Linked DNA regions of Pan troglodytes: region 1 is linked to region 2. Evidence: chromatin contacts called from public Hi-C data. All regions are on one chromosome and are shown on one strand. Each heading gives the region's core, a stretch centred on a gene start, on an enhancer-like site or on the middle of the called end of the contact. The rest is flanking DNA. Distances are from core to core; before and after follow the strand shown. Region 1 holds the start of CHRDL2 (chordin like 2). Region 2 overlaps CHRDL2 (chordin like 2).

Region 1 (5,123 bases), core at 557-3,056, 34 kb before region 2:
GAGCAAAACTCCATCTCAAAAAAAAAAAAAAGGAATGAAGATGGCCTCAACTCTGGGGATAATAGAGATGGACAGGAGGGCTGAGATGGTGGAGGCCTTTTTTGAAGTATGATGGGCAGGATGTAGGGGAACCCATCTTAATCCACTTCTTACATCTAAGACATGAATATATGTGCACAGCACATTTTAAACAAAGATAGAGAAAGGAAAAGATCACTGTCCCAAACCCTTGGGATGAGATTGTTTATGCAATTAAGCAGCACAGGATTTAACTCTGAGATCCCTGGAAGCAAAGGCAAAAAGGGAAGCATGGTGACATGCATAAGCTTGCACTATCTGTTAAAATAAAGAATACTCAGGGGAAAGGAAGAGACTGGCCAGATTAGAGTAGAAGTTAAGCCTGAAGGGTACTGGACAGATCATGTTTGTCCCTGATCCTGAGAGCCCTAGGAAGGGCTGGTTTGGGGATCACTGGTTCCTCCTACTGCTCTCTTTTGGAGGGTGGAGATCTTGGGGGTAATACCCTGAAAGCACAGTGCAATGGGGAGCCCAGCCTTGGCCCAGAAAGATACCTTTACAGCCAGCCAGCCAAGTGTTTAAACCCGGAAATATGATTCCCTACCAGAGTGGGATATGGCTCAACATCCCTTCCCACCTCATACTCCTCTGGCACTCTTTGGAGTCTCCATTAGCTCTTCAAGAGAAGCTGGGCAGAAAGTTGAGGTCCAAAGCAAGGATAGATGTATTTACTCAAAGTGGCCCAACAAGTTACGGATGGAGCCAGGACAGTGACTGCCCTTTTGATTTCAGAGCTTGTGTGTTGCTGGTCTGGCCAGAGCTGGCTATTCTCTTCTTAGTGTCCTATTAGTGCATGTGTTCATTCAACACAAGAGATGGAGCACCATTTGAGGGCTGGAGGGTGTCAGGGCCCTGTCCTCAGGGAGCTCCCCTTCTGGTGGGAAAGAAAACTCTTTGACAATCAGCTCTCCCTAAAGATGACTGAAGGTGACCATCACTCCCAGAGAAGTGCAGGCCTCACCTGCAAAGGCAAAGGAGAGATCTTGCCTTGATTCGGGAGTGGGAGGGGGGAGCAGAGGAAGACCTCCAGGGGAAGGCACAGGATCCCTATGGGCTGACTTTCCTGAGAATGGCGCATGGGCAGACGGAGTGGGGACAGGGGCCACTGGTATTGTAGGCACCTGGAATTAGGGCCCCTTCTCTTTGTGGGGTGAGTGCTTCGACGTTCATTACCTTATTTCATCTTAGCAACACTCGTGGGAAGATAGTAGAGATATTTTAAGATCTTAAAATGCCCATTTTAAAGCTGGGAAAACAGACTCTCTGGTGGCGTGCTGTAGACCACAAACTGAATTAAGAACGCCAGTGTTCTGATTCCATCCATCTGCCGAGTTCCGGGCACGCACCGCCGAGCGCCTTACCCTGAGCCTTCCCGGTACCCGCAGCCCCGACAGCTCAGCCTTCCCCACCTGAAAGTTCCACCTGAGGTCTCCCTCAACTCTGCCCTCCTGCATTCTTGGCGTCGCGGGGAGTCAGGGGTTAAACCCCGTGGCCCGCGTGGCCCCTTCCCCCTCCGCAGCCCCCTCGCCTCCACTCGGCGCCGCGCCTGGAGCGTCCGTCCCGGAGACCCGCACAAGAGAGGAGGGGAAAAAGTGGGCCTGTTTCTCGGGTGGCCAATCCACCGAGCCCGCGGTGCCCCAGAGGAGGCGCCAGCGCTAGGCCAGCGCCAGGCCGGGCTGCCTGCTTCCCGCGGCAAAGTACAAATGCGCCCGAGCGCGGCGCCTGGAGCCCTTGGCGAGCACAGCCGGCCCGCGCTCAGCCTCCCTCCGCGGCCGCCGCGCCGCCGCCGCTGCTGGGACCGCCGCCCCGCCGGGCTCCAGGCCCCCGCGGCCCGACCCCGAGCCCACCGAGCAGGGGGCGCCGGCCGCCTCTAGCCCGCGCGCCCGCAACACCCGCTGGTCCCGCGCGCCTCGCCCGGCGCTGCGCGCTCGGCAGACGCCGGTCCTCTCCCTGCTTTCTCCTCCTCTCCCTCTCACCTTCCCCCTTTCTTTGATCGCCTCTCCCTTCTGCTGGACCTTCCTTCGTCTCTCCATCTCTCCCTCCTTTCCCCGCGTTCTCTTTCCACCTTTCTCTTCTTCCCACCTTAGACCTCCCTTCCTGCCCTCCTTTCCTGCCCACCGCTGCTTCCTGGCCCTTCTCCGACCCCGCTCTAGCAGCAGACCTCCTGGGGTCTGTGGGTTGATCTGTGGCCCCTGTGCCTCCGTGTCCTTTTCGTCTCCCTTCCTCCCGACTCCGCTCCCGGACCAGCGGCCTGACCCTGGGGAAAGGATGGTTCCCGAGGTGAGGGTCCTCTCCTCCTTGCTGGGACTCGCGCTGCTCTGGTTCCCCCTGGACTCCCACGCTCGAGCCCGTAAGTAGACCGGGAGGCTGGGTGGGCAGAGGAGGGATGAGGCCCCTGGAATGTGCGGGACAGCGCCAGGACCTGGACCCCAAGCTCTTCTGACAGCCGTCCAGGCAGCACCTGTGCCGGAGGGGTGGAGACTCCGTGAGGACCAGTATGGGCCAGGGGACCGGAGGAACTCGGCACGACTCAGAACTGAGAGAGGGCTGCTGCCAGGGACCTGAGGAGGGGCACCAAGGGCAGCGGGGGAGAGGGCAGGGCACTGTGTTTTGGGTTGGGGGAGGACTTACTGTTCCTAGGAGGGAGTCGGGTATGTCTGGCTACAGGTAAGGAGTGTGATGGAGAAGAAAAGGCTTTTTGCCTTTGGAAAGAGCCATTGGACAGAAATGAGAGGTAATTAGGATAACCTTCCCATTCTTTTCTCTCTTTTGATCCTCGCAACTCTCCAGTGAGGTGGGTATTATCATTCGCACTTTACAGATGAGAAAACTTAGGCTGAGCAAGGAGGAACTTGCTAAAACTTACAGAGCGGGTAAGCCATCCAAAGCCAGAACTCTAGTTCCAGATCCCATGCTTTATTCCCTGCCTCACATTGTCTAGAAGGAACCCTGAATTTGCAGCGTGAGACTCTGGGAGGCGGCAGGGCACAGTGAGATAGACCAGCGTCTTCACCATCCCACCCCCGCTGAATGCCAGCTGCTGGGAGGCCGTCACAGAGTGCACCTCTCTGACCCTGGGTTTCCTAATCTATAAAGCGGAAGTAAAAATCCTAGGAGAGTTGATAGGATTAAATTAGAGAAAAGAGGTAAAGCAGCTAGCACAAGACTGGTGCTTGATAGCTTCCAAAAAAAATCAGTTCCCAATTATGCTTTTCCACATAGATACAGTGTAACATCAAACAGGTTACATCATCATTCTGAGCCTCAGTTTCCTCACTGCGCCCACAATAGGCTGGTGGTCCCCCCTCCCCATGCCCATCCAATCTCTTAGAATGCTGTGAGGATGGGAAACCAAACCACATTCTCTTAATCAGAAGAAAGGAGCTTCATTCAAGCAGTGGGTTTCTCCAGGACATACATGACACAGCCTGAGATTAAGACCCCGCGTTCCCAACTCCTAGTCTGGTGCTTTTTCCTCTCCCCAGCTCAGCTCCTCCATCTATGCCTTTCTTTTGCACGTGACTTTCTGGAGCTGGTAGTGCTGGACTTTGTTACGGTCTTGTTTCTGCTCATGAGAGCAGGCTGAGTGTCTCTGGCCTGCCAGCAGCATGAGACTCATAGAAGTCTTTCCATTACATAGAACAAGTAATGGAATTAGCTCAGTGTTGTATTCAAATCCTGGCTGTGCCCCTTAGAGCTGTGTGACTTTTTGTAAGCCATAACTTCTCTGAGCCTCAATTTCCTCATCTGTCTAAGAGAGATACTAATCCAGAACTTGCAGGGTTCTTGGGAGGATTAAAGGAGGTAACAGATTAAAGTGCCCAGCACAATGCTGTGTACTCAATAAATGTCTCTTCTGCTTTCTTGAACCCTGAGGGTTTCCTCCTAACACCTGCCTCCTATTTCTTAAAAGAGACTTTGCACAGGATGCCCTCCATGCCTGCCTCCCATCCACTTGACACCTTGTTCTTAGTCCCTGCAATTTTTTCTCCAGATATCATTGCCCTTGATGCATCTTGGAAAGATGTCCTAGAACCAGACTGTTATCCTACCCACACCCCGCTTCTTTGCTTCCCATATCTTGTCAGCCTTTCATGGCCTTGCCTAGGTCACACCTCTTCAAGCAAACTCTCCCCGGTGACTTGATCCACTCTGATCTCCCTCCTCTGTGCCTCCCTGGCCTTCAGCTCTGTACCTCTCAGCAGGTCCTGCTAGTATTCCATCTTCCCTACAGCCTTGTAAATACAGATCTCCAGACATGTGAGAAAAAGACTTGGAGCCAACTCATTAGGGTGAGGTGGACTGGCACTCATTGGAGAATGTTAAGATTCCTGGATGTTAGAGCTGGTGAAACTATCAAAAACCATCTGCTTCTACCCATCAGTGTACCTATACTTAAGAGTTAAATTGAAGCCCAGAAGAGAAGAGTGACTTGCCCAAGGTCACACAGCAAATTTATTAAAGAAAAGAACAAAAGCCAGGCACAGTGGTACACATCTGTAGTTCCAGTCACCAGCTACTTGGGAGGCTGAGAGGGAGAGGAACCCTTGAGCTCAGGAGTTCAAGGCTAGCCTGGGGAACATGGTGAGACCTCATCTCTTAAAAAACAACAACAACAACAACAACAAAAAAAAAACAGAACAGACCTGCGTCCTGGACCCTGATTTGTCACTTATTGGCTGTGTGAGTTGGGACAGACCACTTCTTTATCTGAGCCTCATTTTGTTTGGTGCTGACAGCCTATGAATCTAGAAAGGATCCTATAGTCATTTGCCAAGATGCTATTTGAAGGTCTCTTACAAAGGTCCTCATCTTAGTTTAAGTGAGATCTCAAGCCTGTTGTGGGTCAGAAATCTGGTGATATCTTAGGTGCTTTCAGAAACAGTGCTAACAGATGGAAATTTTCAAGTCTGTGTGGTATCAGGCTCCTGAGGTGTCGGAGCCCTGAAGAATGCCAAGGGCCTGTGAACACAGGTAACAGTTTGCTCCTCAGGCTATTCAAACAAAAAGTATTCTCTCTTTGGTTCTATTTCCAGCCATAGATT
Region 2 (5,046 bases), core at 139-2,638:
CATTAGAAACAGGCACAATCACAGATGGAAGCCAGGTGCTGTGGGTGCCCCAAGGAGGAATTGCCTCGGGTGGATTAGGGAAGACTTCCCAGCTAAGGCTTGCAGCACAGGTAGGAGTTCATTTGGTGCTAATAGTAGAAGTCGTGGCCAGGTGCAGTGGCTCACGCCTGTAATCCCAGCTTGTGCTTTGGGAGGCCAAGGCAGGTGGATCATTTGAGGTCAGGAGTTCAAGACCAGCATGGCTAACATGCTAAAACCCAGTCTCTACTAAAAATACACACACAAAAAAAAAAAATTAGCCAGGCGTGGTGGCGGGCACCTGTAATCCAAGCTACTCAGGAGGCTGAGGCAGGAGAATCGCTTGAACCTGGGAGGCAGAAGTTGCAGTGAGCCGAGATCATACCATTGTACTTCAGCCTGGGCAACAAGAGTGAAACTCCGTCAAAAAAAAAAAAAGAAAAAAAAGTAGAAATAGAAGGCAATAGTAGAAGGTATTCCAGCAGAGGGAACGGCATTTGAAAAGGCTTGGCCTCCTCAGGGGACGTCAAGTACTTGGTTAGGGCTAGGGCACAGGCAAGCCACTGTAACTCTGCCACTTGCTAGTTCTTTGGTATCTGAATAAACACGCCTATTGATTTTTATCATATGTTCTATGCCCTGAGAAAAGCGTGACCAGTTCACATGAGCCAGCCAACCTTCCTTCCTCCCTTCCTGCCCTCCTTTCCTTTTTCCCTCCTTCTCTTTCCTTTCTTCCTCCTCTCCCTCCTGCCTTCCACTTCCCTCCCTCCCTGCACTGGGGACAGGTGGGTGTTGTGAGAGCAGGATGGTGCAGGTGACAGGAGCAGGATCAGCAAAGAGAACAGACAGAAGAAAACAGGCTTCACTGTGGAGGTGACAGGACGTCAGGGAAGGGGAATGACAGGGTGACGTATACATGTTCTAATGACCACAGCTAGGATTGCAGATTAGAGGGGGAGTGAAAGGGGTTAGGACTCTAGTGTAGTGACCCAGACAAGACAACAGGGGCCTGAGTGAGGATAGTGGCAGAGAGATAGGAGAATGGATTCAAAATATTGAGGAAATGTCATCAGCAGGATTTTGTGTCTGATCAGAATGGGGTGGGGGAGGGAGTGATTGGGTCCGTTCTGTGCTAAGTCACCCTGTTTCACTTTTCACCGACTGTAAGTTTTTGCCTTGCCTGCTCACATCCTTGTCTCTGCCCTCAGGAATCTTCCACTTGACTCAGATCAAGAAAGTCAGGAAGCAAGACTTCCAGAAAGAGGCACAGCACTTCCGACTGCTCGCTGGCCCCCACGAAGGTAGGAGCTTGGGCTGAGGAATGGGGCCGGGGCGGGAAGAAGGCAAGGACACAGGCCAGAGCCTTTCGGGGAGTTCCCAGGCTGCTGGTGCCGGGAGGAGGGGCTGTCAGCCACAGACGTCAGTTCCCAGCACAGGAATCCAGTGGGTGTCTGCGCCAGAGATTTCCTAACTCCAGAGCGGGAAGGTGAAGCAGAGCTGGCTGGATTTGGTTCTGGGGGTGGAGGGAGAAAGGGCTGTGGAGAGGGGAGGTCTGAGCCCCCAAACCTGGGTACTGCCCACTCCCTCTCTACTGGAACGTTTCCACTTTCCTTCTATACCTTACTTTTAGGAAGATGGACCCAGGTGGGGTTTCGGGTCGGGGAGGGGAGGTCACAGAGGGGAGTATTACCAACAGGTGTCAGGAAACCAGTTCTGTCCCCCAAGGTTGTTTGAAAGCTGGGTCATGTGCCCCATCACACCCAGTGTGATGGCACACTCGCCTCCAGGCTCCCTGTGGGCTCCAAACCCTGGCCCTTGCAGTTCCTCCTGGCCCAAGGCTTTTCCAACCCCCAGCTGCTGCCTCTGTTGTGCACGTGCAGACACATACGCCTCTTCCCTCTTCTGCCCTCCTCCATGCAGGTCACTGGAACGTCTTCCTAGCCCAGACCCCGGAGCTGAAGGTCACGGCCAGTCCAGACAAAGTGACCAAGACATTATAACAAAGACCTAACAGTTGCAGATATGAGCTGTATAATTGTTGTTATTATATATTAATAAATAAGAAGTTGCATTACCCTCAGCCCTGCCTTCTGGGTTCATATCCAGTCTCCTGCATGCTCTCCTAGCAACTCCACAAGGCAGACCTGGTTATCCCCATTTTACAGGGGTGGAAACCAAGATCCAGAAGGGATAGAGAATGGTCCCAGTCCTCACAGTGAGTTGTCACCAGAGCCAGGGCTAGCTCCCCCAGCCTCCTCACCCAGGCCCCCCACTGCAGCACCTCCTGCTCTTCCGGGCAGCCCCCCTCCCACAGCTCTTTGACACTGAGCCTCAGAAAGAGGAATGACTCTAATTAGCCAGGGGAGGGCGTTAATGGAGCCTTAAAGCACTTTCCCAGCAAATATTCCTGGGATCCTCACCACTATCTTCACACCCTACAATGAGGAAACCCAGTTAGGGAGGAGCAGCAGGCAGTCATTTGCCCAAAGCCGCAGAGCTGCTTAGTAGCAGATCTGGAGTTGGAAGCCAGATCTCTCGCTCCAGGCTAGCACTCCTTCCCCAGTTCCACAGTGTGGCCAGTGTCACGAGCCCAGATAGCCTCACCTCAGAGGATTTCCAAGACTGGGCGGTCAGATTGCTAACCTGGCACCATGCTCTGAGAAGGCCCAACAGTTAGCAATAAAAGACACCATTAGGGCCAGGCACGGTGGCTCACGCCGACAATCCCAGCACTTTGGGAGGCCGAGGCGGGTGGATCGTCTGAGGCCAGGAGTTCGAGACCAGCCTGGCCAACATAGTGAAACCCCATTTCTACTAAAAATACAAAAAATTAGCCAGGCATGGTGGTACACACCTGTAATTCCAGCTACTCGGGAAGTTGAGGCACGAGGATTGCTTGAACCCAGGAGGCAGAGGTTGCAGTGAGCCGAGATTGTGCCACTGCACTCCAGCCTGGGTGACAGAGTAAGACTCCATCTCAAATAATAATAATAATAATAATAATAATAATAAAATAAAGACACCATCAATTATTTACCCTGCCCACATGTACAAATCCTTATAATTTCAAAGATGTTTTAATGTCAATGATTTCACTTAAGGTGAAAGGTGTAGGCACTACCCACATTTTAGAGGAGGAGATGGGCTCAGGACCACCACGTCTTCCCCAAAGCCTCACAGTGGTGTGCTGAAGCCAGGGCTAGAACTCAGGCTCCCGGCCCCAGGCGGGGTTCTCTCCTCAGGACAGCTAGTCTCAACCCTCTCACAACCACGGCTCCTCCATCCCCTCCCCACCCAAGCCTGATCAAAGCTCCAGAGAAATGGTGGACAGTAGTCTGTTGACTGGACTTGTGCAGCCACTCAGAGGGCTCTGGCCATTGTCTCCACAGCCTTGGCCTTTTTTGTTTTTTTTTTTTTTAAGAGACGGGGTCTTGCTATATTGCCCAGGCTGGTCTAGAACTAATGGGCTCAAGCAATCCTCCTGCCTCAGCCTCCCAAAGTGGTGAGATTACAGGCACGAGCCACTAAGCCCAGCCTCCATAGCCCTAATCTTGAACCTAGGGTTACTAAGGTTTGGGAAGTCTGCTAAGGTTTGGGAAATCTGATGCCACCCTTATTGAGCAGGGATGAGTGTCTCCCTCCCCTAACTCCTCTGCCAGCTCCCAGGGGTCTGGATTTGAAAGTTTGGGGTTTGAGGCTGGAACCTCCCAACATCCCCTGAGTCAGAAGACATTCACCTTCTCCCCTCACAGCCTCTACCTGTCCCTCCTCAAGACGACTCACAATTTTGGCCTGGCTTGCTCACACAGAGGGTTCACTTGGAGCTCCAGGGATGGGTTCTGAGCTTGCCTCATTTAAAGTGCAGGAATCTGAAAGCTTAACCATTCACAGGATAAACTCTGGTCATCCTTCAGCCTATCTCAGATGTCTTCAGTGATACTTTCCCTGACACATCTGTGCCCTGTACCGTGGCTCCTTTCCTGGAAAATGGGGTTTGGAAACAGGGCTCTGTCATCAGAGGCAGTTCCAGGGTCTCCGGACAGGAGTGGACTTCGCTGTACACGTTTCCTGATGCTGCAGGCCAAATTGCCTTCCTGGTTTCTCTGATGGGCTTATGGGATGCCTCTGAGGTTCGCTTTTCCACCAGGGGGACACATTCAGCACACTGCCCTCTCCTGACTTTGGTCCAGACCTTTCTGTGTGTGTAAACACGGGCTCGCTATGTGAGTCTGCAGGCAGCTCTGCCATGTTGTCTTCTCTTTCATGGATTCATTCATAAAACAGCTTCGGCGCTGCTCTCGGGTGGGCTTTATGCTCGAGCACCAACACAGTGCAGGGAGCTAATTGCCCTTCCTGTGCTTTTAGAGCCTCAAGTCTGGAGGAGGAGATAGAGGAGGGAGCAGCATCCGAGCCCCTCAGTGTTGCCAGTGCTAAGGGCAGGGACCAAGGGGGCACAGCCCCAACCCAGACTGACGACACTCAAGCAGGCTCGGAAGGTGAGCAGGAGGTAGAAAAAAAAAGAGGGGAGAGAGAGAGGAGGGTGGGTGACGGTACAGGAAGAGAACACTTGGTAGACGGTGAAAAGTAGCAAGTTACGGCAGAACCACAAATAGCTCACTGTCACTGGATGATAATTTGAGGCAACGAGCAAAGGGAGGTGAGGCTGCACAGCTAGCTGAAGAGCTCTGACTGCATCCTGAAGGCTAGCAGGTAGCCCCAGGAGAGTTTCAATACTTTGGTCAGATTTGTGGTTGAGAACACTGGTTCTACTGGCCAGGTGAAGAATGGCCTGGCAGAGTGAGGCTGAGGCCAGGTAGGAGGTGGCTGTTATGGGATCCATGTGAGGATGACTCTGGCCTGGGTAGGAGAGAGGTCATGGGCAAGGCACAGTGGATGACTGGCTAGACTCAGGATTGAGGGAGAGCAAGGAGCAAGTGTGTACCTGGTGTCTCACTTGGTGATACCTTCTGGGAGAAGAAGCCAGAAGTTTCAGCTGAGCACACGCTGAGGCTCAGGAGGTATCCACAG

What was found. A called contact is a pair of places that touch in the nucleus more often than the background predicts.
Region 1: a Hi-C map of induced pluripotent stem cells shows a contact between it and region 2, with 1.5 times the contacts expected there. The contact joins the promoter of CHRDL2 here to the enhancer-like site in region 2. A contact is called at or near these places in 2 of 7 Hi-C or Micro-C datasets (induced pluripotent stem cells and stem cell-derived neural progenitor cells).

Annotation. Positions count from the first base shown.
Region 1 is chr9:76,765,679-76,770,801 of NHGRI_mPanTro3-v2.0_pri, reverse strand. It overlaps CHRDL2 (chordin like 2), which reads left to right and starts at 1,806. Exons shown (of 11, transcript XM_009423759.4): 1 at 1,806-2,428. The coding sequence starts at 2,347.
Region 2 is chr9:76,731,028-76,736,073 of NHGRI_mPanTro3-v2.0_pri, reverse strand. It overlaps CHRDL2 (chordin like 2), which reads left to right. Exons shown (of 11, transcript XM_009423759.4): 10 at 1,227-1,319; 11 at 1,939-2,098. The coding sequence ends at 2,018. Among named protein-coding and RNA genes, the nearest start is that of CHRDL2, 35 kb to the left of the region's middle. Within about 2 kb of position 1,388, at least 3 of the 24 cell types and tissues checked have an H3K27ac peak or open chromatin away from gene starts, as enhancers often do. A contact at or near this core is called in induced pluripotent stem cells, where this site is marked.